2 separate regions of the Oryctolagus cuniculus genome follow, and region 1 is linked to region 2. A link is a contact called in public Micro-C data. All regions are on one chromosome and are shown on one strand. Each heading gives the region's core, a stretch centred on a gene start, on an enhancer-like site or on the middle of the called end of the contact. The rest is flanking DNA. Distances are from core to core; before and after follow the strand shown.

Evidence for each region. A called contact is a pair of places that touch in the nucleus more often than the background predicts.
Region 1: a Micro-C map of ear pinna shows a contact between it and region 2, with 12 times the contacts expected there. The contact joins the promoter of ODF2L here to the promoter of SELENOF in region 2. A contact is called at or near these places in 2 of 6 Hi-C or Micro-C datasets (ear pinna and an unstated tissue).

The regions. Positions count from the first base shown.
Region 1 is chr7:84,744,133-84,746,832 of mOryCun1.1, reverse strand. ODF2L (outer dense fiber of sperm tails 2 like) reads right to left here and starts at 1,430. Exons shown (of 18, transcript XR_007923562.2): 1 at 1,218-1,430.
Region 2 is chr7:84,225,354-84,228,101 of mOryCun1.1, reverse strand. SELENOF (selenoprotein F) reads right to left here and starts at 1,356. Exons shown (of 5, transcript NM_001256960.1): 1 at 1,258-1,356. The coding sequence starts at 1,332. It overlaps HS2ST1 (heparan sulfate 2-O-sulfotransferase 1), which reads left to right and starts at 1,872. Exons shown (of 7, transcript XM_002715521.5): 1 at 1,872-2,416. The coding sequence starts at 2,293.

The DNA.
Region 1 (2,700 bases), core at 181-2,680, 520 kb before region 2:
CACGGTTTAACCCGCTGGGCCACAGGGCCTGCCCCAGGCCTGAGATATCTTATAGAGTCAATTCTATAAGACAATTCCTTCATTTTATTATTCGCAGAATTATTACAAATCACCTTCAATGAAGTCTTAAGTTGACAAAGACCTACTATCACAGCACAGGGAAAAAGAATTACTAACTTTCAATAGAATCCTGATCAGTGGGTAGATGTTATTTCAACTTTCTTGCTATATTCAACCCTGGGAGTCTTGTTCACTCTAAACCAAGCACAATCATTACTGTTAACAAACCATTTTCTCATGTTTCTGGGTGCATGGGATACAAAAACTACACTATCAATACACACCAATTGTGGTGCTCAAAACTACTCCATGAACCTCATTCAAAGACACCTGAAACCTTATCCTGTATCAAAAAGGTTAAGTTCTGAAACACACTTTCAAAGACCAGTAACAGACTGGTGGTTATGGTTCTTACTAACACCACTCGCTAACTGCTTATATTCAATGCCACCCATGTAGTACAGCATTTACATCTCGCATTACAACCACCCCAGGGTGATTATCATTGTCCCCATTTCACAAATATGGAAACTGAAGTCAGCAAGGTTAAGTGACCTGCCCAAGACCACAAGGCGAGATCAGTGGCAGAGCTGGGGCTGAATACAGGCGGGCACCAGAACTTTCCAGAACGCCATGCAAACCGCGAGCAATAAAGGGTCTCTAACCCGGGCTGGAACCTCCAGGGAACATGGGCAGGAAAGGCCCAGGGCTTCTCGTGTACGCGGGTACAGTAAGGCGAGGGCTCCGAAAGCTGCGCCGCCATACCCAGGCAGCGAGCGGTGGGCCTGCCTTGATGCCCCAGGGTCCACATCCTTCCTAGTAATCAGCCTCGCGGCCTTTTCCCAGCTCTCGGTCCCGGGGAAGTGCAGGGTAGCGCAGAAGCGGGTTGAGGTACCGCTCTGCGGCGGCGGGAGAGCCTTTCCCTCCATCCACCACCAACCTCTGCCTCGCGACCGCCAAAGGCGGCCCTACGCAACCAGCTCCGCGCCATCTTTCCCACACCAAATCCGCCTCCTCTAAAGTCACGCCCAGGGCTCCGCCGCGGCGTCCGCACGTCGCCGTGACGTCAGCCCGCTGCGGCTGCGCTATAAAGGGCACCCAGACGCGGCCGAAGCTGACGCCCTGCTACGGTGGTGGCGGGAGCACGTCTCTCGTACCTCTGCTCTGCGGCTGTTGGCAGGGAGCGGGATGCGGGGGCAACGCCGTGGGTGGAAGACGGGGATGGCAAGCCAGGGAATGCGAGGAGGCAGATCGGAGGTTTTCTGGGAGTGCTGACGGTGGGAGGGCGCCCTCAGAGGTGCGGCGAGACAAAAGCCGAGCTGGTAACCGGCGAGTGGCTTCTGTGGCAACGGCCGCCCCGCCCCTTCCGTCTGCGCAGCAGGCGCAGCCCATTGGTTGGAGGGGGGACGCGCAAGCACCGCCCCTGCAATGCGGGCCGTTGGGAGGGGTGGGGCCCGCGAGTGGCGGGGTTTCCGTCGCTCGTCCGGTAAACTCGGTTTTTGCGGTGCTGTTGTTTTAAACGAAAAGGGCTGCACTTGGGTGTCGTTAACGAAGATGTTAACCGAAACCGGCCAGAAGGGGAATTAAGGCCAATTCCGAATTTTTGGACTCTCGGCAGGAAGATCCCTGCGATTGCTTTTTTAAAGGGAAAATTTGAAAAAGCGAAGGCAGCGGCAGCAGGAGGCAACTTGGTTGTAAACCTGTGGTATTACTGTTTGGCTGGCGTCCTTCGCTGGCTTCGGGTATTTTCCTCTGGAGAAAGCCAGACAGTGTTCCCCAGGGTGTCTTCCAGGTCTCAAATTCTTTGTATTTGCGCCCCGGCCAGCTGGGATGGTTTATAAACTCCTGAGCAAGCACAGCGAGATTTTACTTTGAAACATTGAAAGCTTATTCCGTGCCTCTGCTTAATGTTCATGTTATGAGATGTACGCCAACATACTCGGGTATTAAGTTCACAACTGAAGCAACTGCAAACCACGCAGTTTGATCATTCATGCTTTTACCTCGTGGGTTTCACCGTGGGCTCTCTCCCCTGGAAGGTTCCAGCAATGCTTGTTATTCCCCCAACACAGTGATTGTCCAGCAAAAAGCTCTTAGGATAAACACACTGACTGCTTCTGGAAAGCACTGGGGATTGAGAGCTGAAGGGTTGTGAAGGGGCCAAGAAGGGGACCCGGGAGGGTGACATTAGGGCAAGGAACAAGAACAATTCCAGGCGCCTTTCCAACTCCAACCTAACGAGTCTAGCTAACCTGGCTAACGTCCCATAATCAGAAATAAGAAACAGATGTGAGGCTCCTTTTAGCGTGTTTAGTTAAATTGCTCTGGTATTAGTTGTAATCACTTTTATAAGACATTCAAGAGGAACTATCCATGAGAGCTAAAGTTAAACTTCCTAAAAATGATTACATAAGTGTCTCAAATTAGTTATTTCAGCTAAGTTGTCCCGGCAAAGTGAATATGGCCCCTCACTTCATCTAAACCTAATGTATTCCTAAAATCTGGTTGAATAGTGAATTTGTGAACAGAAAGGTCCCTTATTATTATTTAAATGGGAAAAATTACTTCATTTTAGTCCACCAAAAATCCTGATCAATATTTCCAAATGTCATTGAACACTTTTGACCACATATGAAACAA
Region 2 (2,748 bases), core at 107-2,606:
TTTCGGAGCACTGCCACGAAGAGAAGCTGTTCTAGCCTACTGTAGGATGAGAGGTCACATGGATGAGATCCAAGTCTCCCCAGCTGACAGCTCGAACTATGAATGGGGTATCTTTGGACTTTCCAGGGCACAGTGCATAAGGGAGCCCAGATGAAATCAACAGAGGACTTGACAGAATGACCACTGACTTAAGTCACTAAGTTTTGGGAGGTTACATAGCCACAAACAAGTGAAAGTTATGAGATAGTAAAATTAGGAGAGGGCAACCTGAAATGTTACTCCTTTTGTCTCCCATGGTGGTAGTGATGAACTCAAATGACCTAACAGGAGTTCAGGCAGGGGTGTTCCAGTAATTTCTAAAGCATCAAAAAGTCTAAAAAATGGAGTACTGGACTGGAATGTTAATTACAGAAGTTGGGGCCGGGTAACAAAAGTAAAAAGGCAGGATAGTTTCACATTCCTTGATGAAAGAAAAGCAGAGATGTTTATAGAGGCCTATGTACAGTCCTTAACTCCACCCACATCTGGGATACATCAGTTAAACCAGATCTCCCAGGAGAAAACTTTTCAGCAGGCTTAATGGAGAACACTTGACGAATTAAGACGAGCTAACAAACGTAAAAGCTCTCGCCAGTAAAATTTTATCCTTCATATAGCAACATACATTGCAAACTATGAGGAGTTAACCAAGATTTACTTGTTTCGTGCATGAAAATAAATCAAAATCAGGACTTCTCCTTTCCAAGATTAAGAACTCATCTATTTTGGTAATAGGAAAAAACGAAATAAAACTGCCAGATTTTAAACGGGATTACTGCTCGAGAGAGTTTAAAAAAAAAAAAAAACAACAGAAATCGTTAGCCAGGAGCGAACACTTGAGGGCTTTCCTCTCAGGGGAGCTCCATCATAAGGATACTCCCTAGCGTTTTTGTTGCTTGAAAAGTCTTCACTTCTTCCTAAGCCTTACTGCTTCCCCTCCCCGCAGTGTGATTCAGATTGTTTCAGCTAGAGTTAAGAGAAGCCCCCAAGACGGTCTGAAGTCAGAAGACGCCGCTAGCAAAATCAAAGCGAGGAAGGACAAGCAAGCATCAACCAAGGAATTAAGCCACGTCGCATTCCGGCAGCAGCAGTCACTGAGGAAACCCCATCTTCCGTCCTTTTCCAGCGTGGATCCCAAACAGGCTCGAATGTTCCTCCTCCTTCTCTGCAATCCTTCCTACCCGCCCCGGAGCAGCCACGGAGGAGATCCACACTCACCGCTTGAAGCACGGTGGCCAACAGCAACCGTAGCCCAAACGCCGGGCCCAGCCCTCCACCAGCCCCAGTCGCCATCGTTACCCTCTCGGCTCTGTCTCGGGCTGCCCAGAGGACCCCTCAGCTGGGGCGTCCACACTACAGCCTGATCCGTGACAGCCCGCTAAAGGCCGTTGCCACCGAAACTCTTGTTCTGAAGGGACGCGTGTTAACTCGGGGTATATGAAAACTTAAAGGTGATCAAATATCAAGACAGTCGCCGGGTGCTTTGGATTACCCAAATCAGGCACTTTTCTAAACTCCCCACTTCTGTGCTTCCCCGGGATCCTTTCATTCACGACATTTCGTCAGGCAGCCAGGAGGCCCCGCCTTCTCCAGTTTAAGCCCTGCCTCCGTCCCCAAGTTTACCCAATCGAATGCGGCCTTGATTGAGCCCTGTGGCGGAGGAAGCCAACCGTAAATCGAACCGAGGGCCAAGAGCAGGGACTCTTCGGACCAATAAGCACAACCGCGCAGGAGGACGGGGTGGGGCCTCTGGTTGCCGAGCAGCGTACGTGGATGCGTGCGCGTGGTGGCGGAGGGGGGATGGGCGGGGACTTGGCGGGGGCGGGGCCGAGGGCGGCGCAGCCGCAGCCGCAGCGCTGGTGTAGGAGCGCGCGGCCGCGAGCGAAGGAGGGAGGGAGGGAAGGAAGGAAGAGAGGGAGGCGGGCAGGCAGGCGGGCGCGGAGGTCGGGGATTGAGGCTGTGGAGGGAGGCGAGAGCCCGGCAGCCGCTTCGCGCAGGGTTTGCTGCGCGGGCTTTTGGAGGGGGCGGCCGTTGAGTCGGCTGACGAGAAGCGGGCACCGGCGGCGCTAGTGCTGGCGCCTGGGGGCGGGGGGACCGGAGAGGCGAGAAGGGGGGTCGCTGCGGTGGTGCTCTGGCTGTCGCGCTCTCCTTGCCTGGCTGCCGGCTCGGTGGGCTCCTCCCGGCGTTTCCCTCGCCTCTGGGGCCCCGCTCCCCGCCCTCCGCGGTATGTCTTGATCCCGAGCAGCGGGTTTCATGGGGCTCCTCAGGATTATGATGCCGCCCAAGTTGCAGCTGCTGGCGGTGGTGGCCTTCGCGGTGGCGATGCTCTTCTTGGAGAACCAGATCCAGAAGCTGGAGGAGTCCCTGTCGAAGCTAGGTGAGGAGCAGAGCCGCTCCGCGCTGAGTGCTGTGGACGGGGCTGGGCCGGGGGGCACTGCAGCCCGAGCAAGTGGGCGTTCGTGCAGCCCGGGGTCTGGTTCGCGGGCTGGGAGAGGTTTCCAAGAGAACACAAGCTCCTAGAATGGGGTGACTTGAGCTTGAGTGGCGTGCTGGACTCGCGAGGTCACGGGGCAGAGGTTGCAGGGCTGGGCTTCGCGGAGCCCCAGGGCTGCCCCCGAGTAGGCATTCCGGAGAGAGGGCGAGAGAAGCCCCAACTCAGAGGGAAGAGGTGGCCACGCTCAGCCTTGCTCGGGCAGAGCGCCTCGGCAG